Linked DNA regions of Drosophila melanogaster: all the other regions are linked to region 3. A link is a contact called in public HiChIP or PLAC-seq data. All regions are on one chromosome and are shown on one strand. Each heading gives the region's core, a stretch centred on a gene start, on an enhancer-like site or on the middle of the called end of the contact. The rest is flanking DNA. Distances are from core to core; before and after follow the strand shown. Region 1 holds the start of AMPdeam (AMP deaminase). Region 2 holds the start of CG11095. Region 3 holds the start of lncRNA:CR44655 (long non-coding RNA:CR44655). Region 4 holds the start of Prp16 (pre-mRNA processing factor 16).

Region 1 (3,498 bases), core at 636-3,135, 140 kb before region 3:
AAAACTTAACTGCACTGCAAGAAAAAAGAGTAATCGCAATAATCAAAAGATAGAATGAATGAGATTTATATGGAGAACCAATGTTTCTTGCAATTTACTAAGATTTATTACCAACTTTTCTTGGCCGAGAACATTTTGATCCAACAGAATGCGGAAAATCGAAACTAGAATGACGTCAGCGGTGGACCACCAACCAACACACACACATACACGCACGCAACACACACACACACACACACGTACAGCTTGACATGCAACTCTGTGCAATGGAAAAGAAAGACAAAGATAATTGAAAAACAGCAAAAGGGATTCGTCGTCAAAAGGAACACCCCATCATCATCCACATGGACATTATCATTATCATCAGCATTATCATCGCCATCAATGGACAAACTATAGTATGCATAGTGTACTTTAGCCAGATAATTTATGCACAGTTACCAGCACGCCTTTTTCTTGCCGACTGATTAAAATAATTGCATGTCACTGCGAACACACACACACACACACTGACTCACACACACACACACACACACACACACACACACACGCATGCACGCTGTGTGTGGGTGAGAGTGAGTTTCTTTGGACATGGAAGTGGAAATATTTCACGGCGATGACCAGTAAACGAGGTAAACGAAGGCGCAAAAGTCAATGCATCCGACACACACACACACACACACACACATAGGCATACATTTCACACACACGTTCGCAGGGGCGCAATGGAAAAGGGGCGTGGTCGGGGGTCAGAAGCTGTCCCTCATCTAAATGCACCCTGTAACCTGTAAACATTCACGTACGAGGAACACAGTTCAACTACACAATAAATGCAATCATCATTATTTTAGAAATTAGCGCGTATTTTTAAAAACACAAAAGCGAAACTAAAATACAACATAACCGCTAAAAACATGACTGCCACTACGCCACTGTTTTCGTTAATCATTTGTAATGCAAAATAAATGCAAAATGAGAACGGCGAAAATTGGTTTCTTTTGAAACCAATCAAATTGTTTTGGCTTCGCAATAGTGCAGTATGCAATTTAAATGTACACTGCATGCCACAAATTAAATTGCACACAAAATGCAATAAATATGCAGATGAGTTGGCAATATATATTGACGAACAAATGCTCCATTGTTCGAAGATATTGCTATTGCAATTTAAACTACAATAATTTGAACTAAATATGCTTTTAACTAGTGTAATTTTAGATCAATTTCAAGATAAACCAACTAAAAGTAGAAAAGGGAAGTTACTCAAAAATTGTTGCACGACATTTACAAATTCGATCATCTTGCTTGCAACCAACACCCCCCCCCCCCCCCTCTACACCTAAACAACCACGCCCACAGTGAGACACTTACCGCCTTTGCGCTTCTCGATGCGCCGCATCGTAGTGCAGCCCATGTCCATGTCCATCTCCATGTCCGTATCGAATCCGAAGCTGCGATAGCCCTTGGCACTCAGTGCGTCCGCGTAGCTCTGCATAGCCCGGCGCTTGCGATGTCCTTTGTACCGGGTTCGATTCCAACTACGGCTGGAATTCGAAAACGAGCCTCTTTCGGAGCCTGCGGAACCTTCCGGATGGATCCACGCAGATGTTGCGACTCGAAAACGCAGGCTAAATACGCGCAGAAACTTTCGAGTTTTGCACTCCACAAACTAATTGCCTATCGCGCTATCTGTATAAGTTTTTTGTTTTTTTTTTTGATACTCTTACGCACACTCGATGGTAAAACACTATAAAAAAAAAGAATAAAATGCAAACAACAACCACAACAAACGGTGGTAAGAACAATAATACTGCTATTTCGTGTGCGATTGTAATTAAATTGGCGAATAACTTCTGTTCAGTGCGAATTTTTTTTTGCGACTAAAATTTGTGAGCCAGCTCGCAGTGTGACCAGAGCACGAGCGATTGAGCTTGCAAATGTTACAGCGTAAGCTTACGTTTCGCTACGGAAAGCGAGGACATGAACCAGCATTATTTATATGTGCAACTAAACACATCCGACAGCACTGGTTAAGTGCGCGCTTAAATTTGAATTTGTTCAACTCAATTGAACTTTGCAGTACTCCCCCTACTTTGTGTTAGCTAAAACAAATTTTGTTTTTTTTTTTTAAATGTATTTTATTTGCTTGTTGTTTCTTTTTATAATGTAATGCATAAAAATGGTGGTGTTTTGTTTTGTTTTGTTTCATAAAATAAAACCAATAAACATTTCACTTTACTAGTGGAATACAAATAAGTTTACTTGTACACGACAAATAGTTTTTTCTTGATTTTCACATTTAATTTTTGCATTCATTAATTGAGTGGCAAAAAAAAAAAATGTTCGTGTTTCTCCTTCTTTTCTTTTTTTTTTTTTGGTTTTCTTTGGTTTAGTCGTCGTAAATGTCTTTGTATAAGGAAACGCAAAAGATCTCCGAACAAGTTTGATTTTTGTTGCTTGTTTTAGTTCTCAGTTTTTACTTGGTTTCATTTTATTGGAACGGCTTTATTGAACTTTTGTTGTTGTTGTTGTTGTTGTTTGGTTGCATATAAGTAATATTTGTTTATCGTTTCCCTTTGCATTTCGCATTAAAAACATTAATTCTTTGGCAGGCATTGCATTTCGTAGTTTTGTAAAAGTTTTCCTTCTAAATCGTTCTCAACGCAAGATTCGAATTCGAAACCGAAAAACGTAAGATTCGAAATATCTGAGAGATGTGAAAAAAAATGGTTCATTTAATTTGATTAGTTCCATTTCAAATATTTTGGTTTTCCATTTATGTCCTGTTCAATTCATTACAATTTTGATTTTGTTATCAAATACACATCAATACGTTGGTAGTTTAAAAATTGTGTTTTCTTTTTTGCGTTTTCGCTTTGTTTTTGGTTTTTTTTTTTGATTTTGTCTTGTTTTGTTTTTGTGCTAAATTACATTTTAAAAATATGCTTAATATTTTTTGTTTTTTGGTTTTTTTTTCTGCTTATTTTGTCGCCTTAGTTTTTTGGTTTTAAGTCAAAGACACGAAAGTGAAAGAGGTTTTTGTTTTTGGTTTACGTCTGTTTGCTTAACTTATTATTTTGTTTACTCTGGGTTTAGTTAATTTTTTAGTGTAATGTGGCTTTGCATGCGCTTAATTTTAAAACACCGAGAGTTTGCTCAAAATTGTTAATGTTTTTTGCTTTTCTTTCCGAATGAAGTTTTAAATATCGAAATATATATGTATATATATAAATTTTTCGTGTGTTTTCGCTAATTTTTCTTGTTCTTGTTAATTTTATACGTTTTGCCATTGTTTTATTGTATTTTTTTTTTTGCATTTCCTTTTCCGTTTTTGCTTTTTTTGTTAATTTTATTTTTGGTTTAAAAACACCGAAAGCTTAAAATTTAGAGATTTTCCTAAAGTGTAAATTTTTTACAATTTTCCCCAATACATCTCTGACCGTTTTCTGCTGTTTGATTTCTGTTTTTGTTGTGGTTGCGGTTTGTTTCGTTTTTTTT
Region 2 (3,680 bases), core at 795-3,294, 180 kb before region 3:
GTCGCTCCTGAGCTCGGCAACCACGCCGTATGACATATCAAGTGCTCTGGACGACAGCCTGGCCACAGTGGCGCTGCGGCAAAGCCCCTCGCTGATTAGCGCTGAGACGACGGCTACAGTGATTGTTAATCCGGAACCGGATGCTGAGGAGATTGCCATACCACAACGGCTCAAGGCGGTGGCCTTCGATATGGCGCTCACTCCGCCGCCAACGCTGCCGGAGAGGTCCATGCTCGGTCGTCAACACTCCGAGAAAAAGCCACGTTCTCTGCCGCTGGCCCAAGTCCAGGCCCTTCGTAGAGCTTCGGATGCTGGTGCGGTACCTGGAGTGGATTTACTGCACGACGACTGGTATGGCCTGGCCCCACTGGCCAGTCCCGAAACGCTGTCCGAGATCTCGAGCGTCTCCTCGCGAACCAGCGTACCCATTAGCCTGGCCAACAGCATTGAGCGCTATCTGCAGCACATGGGCGTGGGCGTTGGCGGTCCGAAGGTGCCACTCGAGGACATCTTCGAGTCGCAGCTGCATACGCCCAAGGTTATGAGGCGGGCGCCCAAGTTCAGCGAGAATCTTGCTGGCTGTGCAGAGGACACCAGAAATCTGGATCAGTACAAACGGCTGGGTCGTGTGTTCATCACCTTTCCGCGCATCTTTCCGGATCAATCGCCAGCGGCGCATAGTCTGGACTCCAGCGACGATAGCTTTGAGTCTGCGTCGGCCCACAGCCTACAGAGATTGCAGCTGCCGCACGGTGCCAATGCGGTGCAGAGTTCCAAGTCCGCCGATCCGCTGGACGGGGATCCCGATGCGACGAGGCAAACGCAGCCCGCCAAGAAGTTGACATTCAGCGATAGCGATATCCTGACGGACGCGGACTGCCTGCGACTGTGTCCACACTGTCCCTGCGATCGGGATGTCCAGCGTGGCTGCTGTACTCGCTCGGAGCACGGGAAGTGCGGCACAGAGATTTCCGGGGGTTGTGGTGGTGCCGCCATGGGATTGGGCTCCACAGATACTAGTTTCTACAGTGCCAGCTCATCGCTGGAACAGTTTGCCACACCGGCTCGGCAGAACGGTGGCACTGGGGCGTCTGGCAACCACCTGGAGGAGATACTCATACGGCCCGGCGTGTTGGAATCGCATTTTCCCGTTCTTGGCGGTGGCAGCGCGATAGAGACACCGGCTTTGGTGGCCCCAGCCTCACCATCGCCGCTCAGCAATGGCAAACGACCGGATGTGGTTGGTGGCCGGGTGAGGAAACGGCTCTCGTCCGAGGAGTTCGTCTTCTCCCGGAGCGAGGATCTGCCTAGCCTAGTACAAATCGGTGATAGGTGTACCGGCTCTCCGGCGGGACGACGTCGGGCCAAGGGCTGCGTCTATCCGGCCGGGAATAGTCTCCGTTTGGACGCTGCTGCCGCTGTCGCCTCCGCTTCCGCATCGCCCACGTCCATTAGTAAATTTACCCGCACGCGCGTGGCCGCCGGAGGATTGGCAGCCAAACAGGCTGCCGGCAATAACGAAAGTAACGTTTAATAGTTGTAAGTTGCAAGCAGTACCTTCACCTGGACACACAGATGCGATTTCAGCCCAAAGTCGACAATTATGCCGTTGCCATTGCTTTCACACAAGCGATACATACACAAAACCAGTTGATTACAAATTAAAGGAACTCACAAGGAATCTAACATTTTGCATACCGATTACCTAAGGAACAACATTTAGCATTAACACACAAGCGTTTACTATTAACTAAATGCAATATGTATATTTATATACAGATATATAAATATATATTTTTTTGTGCAGCCAAGCCCCAAGCGACGAGAAATTTTAATAAAACGTTTTAAAAAATGAATACTCTGTAATGTCGTTGATTAGGAAAATGGCACAAAAAACTTCAAACTTTAAAGTGTAACGGTTTTTTGCTTAGTTGGAATATGGTATTTTGAAAGTGGTTGAGTTCACCGCACTGTTAACCGCTAACAGCTCACTGTGGCGCACAACAGTACACTATCGGCTGTTAACGGCTCTGTTTTGGTTTTTTGTCCAATTCCAAAGTTCGTTGCGTTCGCATTTGTTTACATCATTGCTCGATTCGGTGTTCTATAGCCAAAAACGATGTCCCTGATTGCCCAGGCGAGTCGCACAGTGCCGCAGCTACTGTTGCACTTGAACCGCCATCTGGTCACCTCCTGCTCAAGCGCCGCATCCGCCACGTCCTCGAAACCGCCGGATGTCGACCAGTCGATCACTGCCGACCAGCTCCTCGGACCGGAATCGCAGCGCAGGTGCATGGAGAAGATGCGCAGCCTGCCGGCATTCCCGCGTCCCAAGGCGCTCACGCCCAGTCGCCGGGAAAAGCAGACATCCGCGGTTCTTATCGCCCTCTGCCAGGAGCGCGGCACGTCAGTATAGCCAGTTAAACTAGGAATGCGACCATTTGAATAAGCTGCATCGCTTTGCTCTTTCAGGAATGAAATATCCCTACTATACACCCGACGATCGCGACACCTGCGCAGCCACAGCTTTCAGATCTCCTTTCCGGGCGGAAGGCGCGATGATCACGACTCGAGCTACGTGGACTGTGCGCTGCGCGAAACAGAGGAGGAGATCGGCCTACCGCGCCATCGCATCCAGGTGTGGGGCGAGGCCAAGCAGCTACAGCTGCCGAGGACCTCGTCGATTGTGCCAGTGGTGGGCGTGGTGCCGGACTTTAGCCTCTCCGAGCTGCGTCTCAACTGGGAGGAGGTGGAGGAGGCGTTTAGTGTGCCGCTCACTTCGCTAATGCTGCCCAAGGCCACCAGGCACACACAGTTTCGTAGCGGCTACAGCGGTCCAGTATTTGTTGTAGACCATTATCGCATCTGGGGCATCACCGGCTATCTGACGCACCTCTTCCTGCACTGCCTGCTGCCACCCAATTTGCTGCCCGATTGCCTCAAGACGAACATCAAGTTCATTCGGCCCTTTAAGCTACCGCCCAAGCTGCCGCATCATCGCGAGCACTCCGCCGGGGATCCCTCGATGCGCACCTGACGAGACATCCGCGATCCGCCGACCGTAATCCTACTCAGGCTAGCAACAATCTGGTACTGTGATTGGGCCAAATGTGCTTCGCTCGAACCGAACAATTGGCCAATTCTGATGGTGTTCTTTGTTTTAGTGTACGCGTTAATTGTTAATTCTCGGAGAGATTTATAATAAAACTGTTGACCATTATGTTGAAATCGAAGAGGAGCTCTTTATTCGAGCTAAGACGATGCCATTTAATGATTTATATCTTTGATAAGGCTTATCATGAAATGAACATGTTAAGTAAAAGGCAATAATTGTCTTTTTGTGTTTTTTTTTTATTTGTAATTTTCACTTAAATACAAAAAATACTCTTCATTTCCTCCTCTAATTTTCTTTTTTTTTTTTTTTGTTTTGTTTTTCTTGTTATGATAAAATAAAATATTTAAATAAAAATTAAAAGCGAACAAAATGGAAAACTTTCGCCAGGGAGCAAAAAAAAATTCAAAATCATAATTTTGCAATAGAAAAAAAAGATTTGTCTTCGAATACAACAAAAAAGCTCCTTGCAGAATAAAAAATTATAAATTAAAATAAACATTTTAAAGGAACGGGAAGCGCTCCTTCAGGCGATCGATACATTTTAATTGACAGCGAGCTACGTAAT
Region 3 (3,888 bases), core at 601-3,100:
CGACAACAGCAACAGCAGCAGCAGCAACAGCAGCAGCAGCAGCAGCAGCAGCGGCAGCAGCAGCACACACACACACACCCGCACACTCATAGAATGCAAAAAAAAAAAAAAGGAGAAGAAGTAGCAGAACGCAAAAATATAGTGGTCGCAACTTCACTCGAATTCGCGAGTGAAAACCTCGCTCCGAAAGAGCGAAAAGGCCGAAAAGAGTGGAGCAAAAAGCGAAAAACGCATTGCATGTGTGTGTCTGCCAGCGTCGACGTCGACGTTGCAGTTCGCGAAACTCTCTCGCACTCGGCCTTCAAAGAGGCCGCTACTTTTCGGCCCAAAAGAGAGCCGTGCCGCCAAAAGGAAAAGGAAGAGGAATAGAACTCAAACTCTGGCCAAGATTGAGTGGAAATCCGCCACGCTGTCAACTATTTCAAGATCAATGTGTTTAACGGCAAGTAAGGTAGGAAATCTTCTAGCACACATTTTCCAGGATTTTTTCGGGCAAAATTATATGTGATTTTTGGTTTAACACAAGTTGCGGAAATTTGATCTTGAATATTTTAAAGAATTTAGTTTCGCAATTTTACAAGAGTTTTTTTTTTTATAAATTTTAAAAATGTAGTTAAAAAGGATTTTTTTATATACCTAAAAAAAATATCATATATAGCATCGTTTTTCCGTCTTTTTAAAGGTTATATAGAGCTTAAGAACTTTTCAAGCTTTTTACTTTGAAAAATTACTCTTTGAAGCATTCTTGCCATATTTAAATTTAAATTTTTAATCGAGCATTTTGCTTATCAAGAGCATGCGAAATGTTTTAAATGTATTAAATTTGGAAAAATTAATTTCCAAGTATGCATACATTTTAAGTTCTATTTAGTAACTTTCGGTTCAATATCACAAATTGAAAAACTCTATTAAAATAATAGTGTTACATATATATATTAATTTACAATGATGCCAACAAATATTTGTTTAAGAAAGAAGTTTATAAAAAATACAAAATAATCCAAAAAGATTCAAGATTCGTTTTGCCTTGCAGTCATTTGATCTACACATCTAGCCAAATTTTGATGGGCATTGAAGTAGAATTGTTGTTAAAATATATATATAATATTTAGGCCCCAACTGGATGATCTAAGGTGTAAAATATTGCACACAGATAAGAAATATATTCCGCTGGCAACAGTCTTAATTAAGAAAAAATTTTAAACTGCACAATTCTATGAAAGAACGGGAACTATTTTATATGCTCTTCACAAGCAAATTTTCTCCAGCACTTAGCCGCAAAATTAAGACAATTTTAATTTTATTTATATATATATACATATATATATATATATTTTTTTTTTTTGGCAGAACGAAGAGAGAAAGAGAAAGGGGTATGTAGAGTTTTGTGTGGAAAGATCGCACTAAAATAAAATTCACAATAAATTCTTGATCAACTTTGGCACAGTAAAAAAAAATAGGTTTTAGCTTTATGTTATAACGATTTTCGTAGTTAATTTGAAATATATTTCAGAGTTTATTTTTTGTTTGAATTTCAGCGCTTTTTTCGCGACTTTTTTGCGATTTTTCATCGCTTTTTGCACTCACACACCAAGCGACGAGGAGCAAACGACACAACCGAATGAACGGACCAACTGGCGACTGCGGCGGGGCAACAACGACAACAACGGCGGCGACGTCGGCAGCGACGCCGGCAGAACGCTCCAAACAAAGGCAAACAAAATAAAAAAAAATTTGCGAAAAAGGAAAATAAAAAATTGGCAACGAAGAAACTACACACTCACACGCACACATACAAATCCGAGCTGCATTGGTCAGAGTTTCGCCAAAAGAGAGAGAGAGAGAGAGAGTGGAAGAGAGATCGCGAATTTTTTGCGAATAAATGTTGCGCGCAACATGTTGCCAAAAGCGAAATGGCCACGCAACGAAGCAAACACACACACACACACACTAGATGACATGCAAAGGAAAAGAGAGTTGCTCTCTCGCGAATGCGAATTCTTCGTTTTTGCAAATTCTCTTTTGTTGCGAATTTTTTGTAGCTTCTTTTTCGCTCGCTTTTATCAGCGCTCCCGCACACAAATACACATACACCTGCTTCGCCGCTCTCTCTTTCGCTCCCCTCTTCCTGCCCTTTCACTCATCGAGAGATCCGCTTTATTTTATTTCAACTTTTTGCTGCCCAGAATTCGCACACATGGAAGCTCGGCGCAAAAAAAAATACATAAATTAAGTGAGCAAAAAAATTAAGAGGAAGAAGCAGCACAAGAAGATAACTCAGCAAGCATTGGGTTTGCAAAAAAAAAAAAACAACAAATAAAAAAATAACAAAAACAAAAATTAGAAACGAATTGGGTGGAACAAGAATTAATTTGCGAAAAAAATGTGCGCGCTTTTTTGGGAAAATAGATGAAAAGGTTCTGCCGATTATTGTAATTAATCACATTTGTGTATATTTAACTACCATCGCACTTGCAGCCACTAAATTTTGAAATATAACTTATTTCGGTTCTGGATCACCTATTAAAAAAAAAAAAAACCAAGCAAAGTGGCGATCTGCAACTTTTAGAAGTTGTACATAGAAATTATAGGCAAATAATTGCACTATTTCAATATTCCAGTTCTTGTTAAAAACGAATTAGTTGTTTTATTTTAAGAAATAATGTTAGGAATCTATTGGAAATGATATTCATTCAATTTCCCAAATGTGGCAACCAATTGTACAACCTTTTTAGTTTGGAAAAATGCATAATAATGCCCAAAATCTTTGTTGTGACAACTTTTAACATTTCGAATTTAGCATAGTGATCTTTGCTGTTTTTAGGACCCCTAAAATAAACCCTTTTTCACTGCAACCCCCCGCAATGATCTTACTTTTGGCTGCCCAACAGCTATGTACATAAATATACATATGTATAAATTTCGCCGAAATCTGCTAGTTGCCAAAAATCCACGACCACCACACTTTCATTGCTTTGTTTTGTTTCGGTTTTCTTGTTTGTTTCTTGTTTTTTTTTTTATATTTTTTTGCACTTTTATCGTTGCTTTTGTTTTTATTTAGAAATTCGTTGTTTGCTCAATAAAATCGAAAATGCGACGACTCTCGGTCGCAAAGAACGCATTCGGCGAATGGTCGCTGCGGGGATGGAGGGGGCGGCTTTTGCGGGTTGGGGGCTGGGTTCCAGGACCTTTCCGTCTGCACGCAGTCGCCACACAAACACCAACGCACACTGACAGTGGAACGTGGAGAGAAACACTCAAATAAACTGGTGCCAGACATTGACTCCAAAAAAAAAAAAAAAAAAACAACGAAAAACCACGTGCAAAAAAGGCGACAACAACTCAGCCTATGTTGCACCAACCCACCAGCCAAAAAAAAAAAAAAAACAACAAGAAAAAAAGCCGAAAGGAGGGGGATAAAAGCAAAACAAACGGCCCACAGGACGCAATTTTGCACCCACACAAACAGGACTTCGTCCTTTTTCGTTCGACCTCGGCGGCTTCGTATGCTGCTTCTTCTTGTTCATCTATGTAGCTGCTGCCACATCTTCTTCTTGATATTTTTTTGTGTCTGCTTCTTTTTTGTTGGCCCTGCGTTGCCAAGGGTTTCCTTTGTTCCCGTCGGCCGCCCAGCCGCCCACATTGCAGCCCATCCAACACCCCGCCACCGCACTAGGCCACCCAACCAACCAACCACCCATCCACTCTAAGCCAAGTCTGTTGCACTCACAAAAACGACGAACGCGACCCCAAACAAAAAAACAGCAACAGAAGCAACAAGAATAACACGAGGCGCACGGATTTGGCAGGACATTCATTGGAGTCTCGAATACCCTTCAACATCTGGCTGAGAAACATCAAGAGATTTGATCTGCTTATATAAGCTTA
Region 4 (3,902 bases), core at 1,208-3,707, 210 kb after region 3:
GATCAGCATTAACGTGCTGAACGCCCAGGACATTGTGGTGGCGGGCAGGTCGCGTCAGCCGCAGAAGGCGTCGCATCCATGCGCCCATGCCCACTGCCATGGACTGTGCCTGCAGGCGGACTACGGTTACGAATGCATGTGTGGCAATCGTCTGGTGGCCGAAGGCGAACGGTGTCCCCATGGCTCTGGCAATGAGGTGGCCGTGTTGGGTGCGGTCAACAGCCTGGAATTGGAACATGAACACGAGCAGAACGGTCACTTTCACTGGCTGATGGCACTGTTCGTCCTAGCCGCCGGATCACTGATCGCCGGACTCGGGTACATGTACTATCAGTACCGGCAGCGCGGCCACACGGATCTCAACATTAACATGCATTTCCAGAATCCGCTGGCGACGCTCGGCGGCACCAAAGCGTTCCTGGAGCACGAACGCGCCGAGGCGGGAGTCGGCTTCACCACGGAAACGGGAACGGTGTCCAGCCGCGGCAGCAACGACACATTCACCACCACCAGCGCCACGTCCTCGTTCGCGGCTCAGCAGTTTAGTGTGCCGAATGCGCTCCAGCGACTGCTCCGTCCACGACAGTCGGCGTCCGGCGATCCGATGGCTCAGGAATTGCTTCTCGAGAGCCCCAGCAGAGTGAGTAGCGATGGGGGTCAGATGGCCGTGGAAGATATGTGACGATTGCCCCCTTACTACTATCGTCTGCTCAACAGGAAAGCAAACTACATGCGCTGGACGGAGGTGGGGCCGGAGGCGATGGCGATGGCGGACGCGGAGTTGGGCGGCAGGTGCCGGACATCCTGGTGGCTGACATGGACGACGATGCCGCCAAATCAGCCGGACAGTTCGGGGGAAATTACGCAGGCAATGATGCGAATGCACGATTTGTGTCGTAAATGAGTGGCAGTGGTTATTTATTTATTTTATTATTGCTGCTGTTTGCTGTTTATTATATCTATGTATTTATTGTAGCGTTAAAATGATATTGTATTTAAATGTTAATCGGTGATTGGAGTTTATATAGCTAGCAAAATATTAAAAACTAAATCGAACACATGCGTTTTTTTTTTAAATGGCATCTTGTGGCCCGAAAAAGTTTTTTTTTTTGTTTATTTTTTATAGTTTTGAAATCTATTAAAAAACGAACCGTTACTTTTCTCTTCAAGAAAAAAAATACCGTTAACATAGATACCTAAAATACTACATTTTATGTTAATCCCACTTGTCTCGTGCGCAGGAGCCCTAATGTTAAACATCGCATTTGACTGGAATGTCTGGCAACGCCGCCGACTGTGGCACTTGGTTTTTTGTTTCATTATTGTTTTGCTTTTCACCGTGCAAAGTGCATCTGAATGCAATATCGCATCTCCGCCAGTTGCTTGCCCCTTCGCTGGTCGCTGGTGCGCAACCTGTTGATCGCTGCCAGCGTCACCACCGCCATCGCCAACCCGCCGGCATTCGCCACAGCGAGCAGTCACAAAAGTTGTTGCTTCTCTTCCAGTGCCGCCAACGCCAGTTCCAGTACCAATTCGAATTCGAATTCCAATTCCAGTGAATGCTCCAAAATGGGCGACCAGCAACAATCAGCGGCGACAGGCAATGCCTATCAGTCGGGCAGCAGCTCGGTGGCATTTGTGACCACTCCGGATCGGGAGTCAGCCAGAAAGCTGGGCCGCAGCATCGTTGAGTTGAAATTGGCCGCATGCGTGAACATTGTGTCCCAAGTCGAGTCTATCTACAAGTGGGAAGGCGAGATTAGCGAGGACTCCGAATATCTGTTGATGATCAAGACGCGCACCAGCCGCATCGACGATCTGAGCAAGTTCATCCGCGAGAATCATCCCTACAGCGTCGCCGAGGTCATCGCGCTGCCCATCCAGAATGGCAATCCGCCGTATCTCGATTGGATCGCGCAGACGGTTCCCACAAAGGCCGAGAGCAAAGACTAAATTCAATTTGCAGTCCATTTAATGGAAATAAAACGGTTATCTGGAAAATTAATTTATTTTTTTAAAAATTAACAAGGGCTTTATTTTCTAGCATTGCCACTCTTTGTTTAGCTGTAAACTTTTAATGTAATTTAAATGTTTTGAGAAAATGGAAATGGACATTTGATCACATAATCATAATTATTGTATCTTGCAATATATAAAGCTTAGTTATTCCATTTCAAATACAACTTACCATCTTATTATGCGGTTACAAGTTCTACCAATAAATTAAACAAAACAAAATGCAACAAAGAAAATAATAAGTGGAAAAACGAAATAGATATAATTTTACAGTTGCGCACATGCACATAAATATTTCAAGCTAAATAATATTTAAAAGTAAGTATTTAAAAACTAATTTTCTGCATTAGAATAAAATGTAAATTCGTAACGACAATTAACCCAGAGTGGCATTACTGCTGTCCAGCATTTTTTTTTTTAGCGGGATGGCAGCCCCGCCGATCAGCTGTGCCCAAGAACGCCAACGCGAATGAATCGTTTTTGCGACAACGAGCAAGACTCGCGAAATAGCCAAGGAGCAACAGACTAACCAGCACAACAGGATGTCCGACGACGACGAGTCGGGTGTCCATCGGCTGGAGGGCACCGCTGGCCAGGAGACGCGCGGCGGCCTGGTCATCCGGAAGCCCAAGGATGCCGGCGCTGGCGGTGGCGGTGGATTCAAGGTGCCGCAGGGATCGATGTTGGGCCTGGACAAGCTGGCGGCCAAGCGACGGGCCGAAAAGGAGCGATCCGAGCGACTGATCTCCTTCAAGGACAGCGAATTCGATGACACCGGCGGCGGGAGCTCCACGCCGCAGGCCAACGCCTCTGGCGCTTCCAGTGAGTTTGCCTTCAAGAAACCGGACACCAAGAGCTTCGAAAAGCTGCGCGGCCAGCTGCGCGAGCACAAAGACGATACACCCTCGCACACCGGCGGCGTTTCCGAGAAGGCACGCGAGCGTCTGCGCGAGCACATCCAGCGGGACAGAAAACGTGGCCCAGTCAGCAGCACAGCGGCAGAGGGCAGGGACAGGGATCGCGACTGGGATCGTGACCGACGCAGGGACCGGGACAGAGATCGGGATCGTGACCGCGACCGGCGCCAACACAGAGAAAGGGAGCGCGATCGGCACCGCAGCTGGGATCGGGATCGTGGTCGTGATCGTGATCGTGATCGCTCCATGTCCGAGCGCAGTGTCCATACGCCGCGTGAGCCGGGAACACCAGGCGGCAGCAGCGGTGGCATATCCAATAGCTCGTGGGACGACGAGGACGGCGAGTTTGGACAGCGCAAGTCGGACTGGGATATGCCAACGCCCAGACGCCATGGCAACAAGTCGGGTGATTGGTCAGTGCGGAGCGGCGGCAGTCGGCGTAATCACGGACGCCAGGATGACACTGTCCGGCCAACGCCAGCGCATCGCTACAATCAGTGGGCACACGGTCGCAAGCGAAGCGGCGCAACGCCATGGGGCGAGGATCCCGAATCGCTGGATCTGTGGGAGGAGGAGCAGCGTCGCCTCGACCGCGAGTGGTACAACATTGACGAGGGCTACGACGATGAGAACAATCCATTCGGTGGCCCCAACTCCGAGTACTTTCGCAAGCGCGAAGAGCAGCTGGAGCAGAAGAGAACAAAGAGAATCAGCGCTCAGCAGCGCCAGAATAACCGTGACAACGAGTTGTGGGAGCGCAATCGTATGCTCACCTCGGGCGTGGTCACATTGATCAGCGTCAACGACGATTTCGATGAGGAGGCGCTGGAGCGAGTGCATCTCCTGGTGCATCACATAATACCGCCATTTCTCGACGGCCGCATCGTGTTCACCAAGCAACCGGAGCCGGTGGTGCCCGTCAAGGATCCCACCTCGGATATGGCACTGCTGGCGCGCAAGGGCAGCGCC

The links. HiChIP or PLAC-seq counts read pairs in DNA pulled down with a chosen protein or histone mark.
Region 1: a Psq HiChIP or PLAC-seq map of the Kc167 cell line shows a contact between it and region 3, with 5 times the contacts expected there. The contact joins the promoter of AMPdeam here to the promoter of lncRNA:CR44655 in region 3. A contact is called at or near these places in 4 of 107 Hi-C or Micro-C datasets (the Kc167 cell line and embryo) and 2 of 6 datasets of contacts at active chromatin or transcription factors (both in the Kc167 cell line).
Region 2: a contact with region 3 is called in a Psq HiChIP or PLAC-seq map of the Kc167 cell line, with 3 times the contacts expected there. The contact joins the promoter of CG11095 here to the promoter of lncRNA:CR44655 in region 3. A contact is called at or near these places in 1 of 107 Hi-C or Micro-C datasets (the Kc167 cell line) and 1 of 6 datasets of contacts at active chromatin or transcription factors (the Kc167 cell line).
Region 4: a contact with region 3 is called in an H3K27ac HiChIP or PLAC-seq map of the Kc167 cell line, with 3 times the contacts expected there. The contact joins the promoter of Prp16 here to the promoter of lncRNA:CR44655 in region 3. A contact is called at or near these places in 3 of 107 Hi-C or Micro-C datasets (the Kc167 cell line and the OSC cell line) and 2 of 6 datasets of contacts at active chromatin or transcription factors (both in the Kc167 cell line).

Annotation. Positions count from the first base shown.
Region 1 is chrX:13,843,981-13,847,478 of dm6, forward strand. AMPdeam (AMP deaminase) reads right to left here and starts at 1,886. Exons shown (of 9, transcript NM_001258730.2): 1 at 1,372-1,886. The coding sequence starts at 1,495. It overlaps mamo (maternal gene required for meiosis), which reads right to left. Exons shown (of 11, transcript NM_132704.4): 11 at 2,136-3,498.
Region 2 is chrX:13,809,640-13,813,319 of dm6, forward strand. It overlaps CG11095, which reads left to right and starts at 2,045. Exons shown (of 2, transcript NM_132699.3): 1 at 2,045-2,406; 2 at 2,473-3,231. The coding sequence starts at 2,120. The coding sequence ends at 3,037. It overlaps inaE (inactivation no afterpotential E), which reads left to right. Exons shown (of 15, transcript NM_176727.3): 15 at 1-1,854. It overlaps Clic (Chloride intracellular channel), which reads right to left. Exons shown (of 4, transcript NM_132700.4): 4 at 3,332-3,680.
Region 3 is chrX:13,988,883-13,992,770 of dm6, forward strand. It overlaps lncRNA:CR44655 (long non-coding RNA:CR44655), which reads left to right and starts at 1,851. Exons shown (of 1, transcript NR_123901.1): 1 at 1,851-2,538. It also overlaps a transcript of mamo not described here.
Region 4 is chrX:14,198,905-14,202,806 of dm6, forward strand. Prp16 (pre-mRNA processing factor 16) reads left to right here and starts at 2,458. Exons shown (of 4, transcript NM_132719.3): 1 at 2,458-3,902. The coding sequence starts at 2,559. CG11590 reads left to right here and starts at 1,274. Exons shown (of 1, transcript NM_132717.2): 1 at 1,274-2,003. The coding sequence starts at 1,357. The coding sequence ends at 1,953. It overlaps yl (yolkless), which reads left to right. Exons shown (of 5, transcript NM_206710.2): 4 at 1-640; 5 at 718-1,054. The coding sequence ends at 900. It overlaps mir-4917 (mir-4917 stem loop), which reads left to right and starts at 641; the gene lies at 641-717.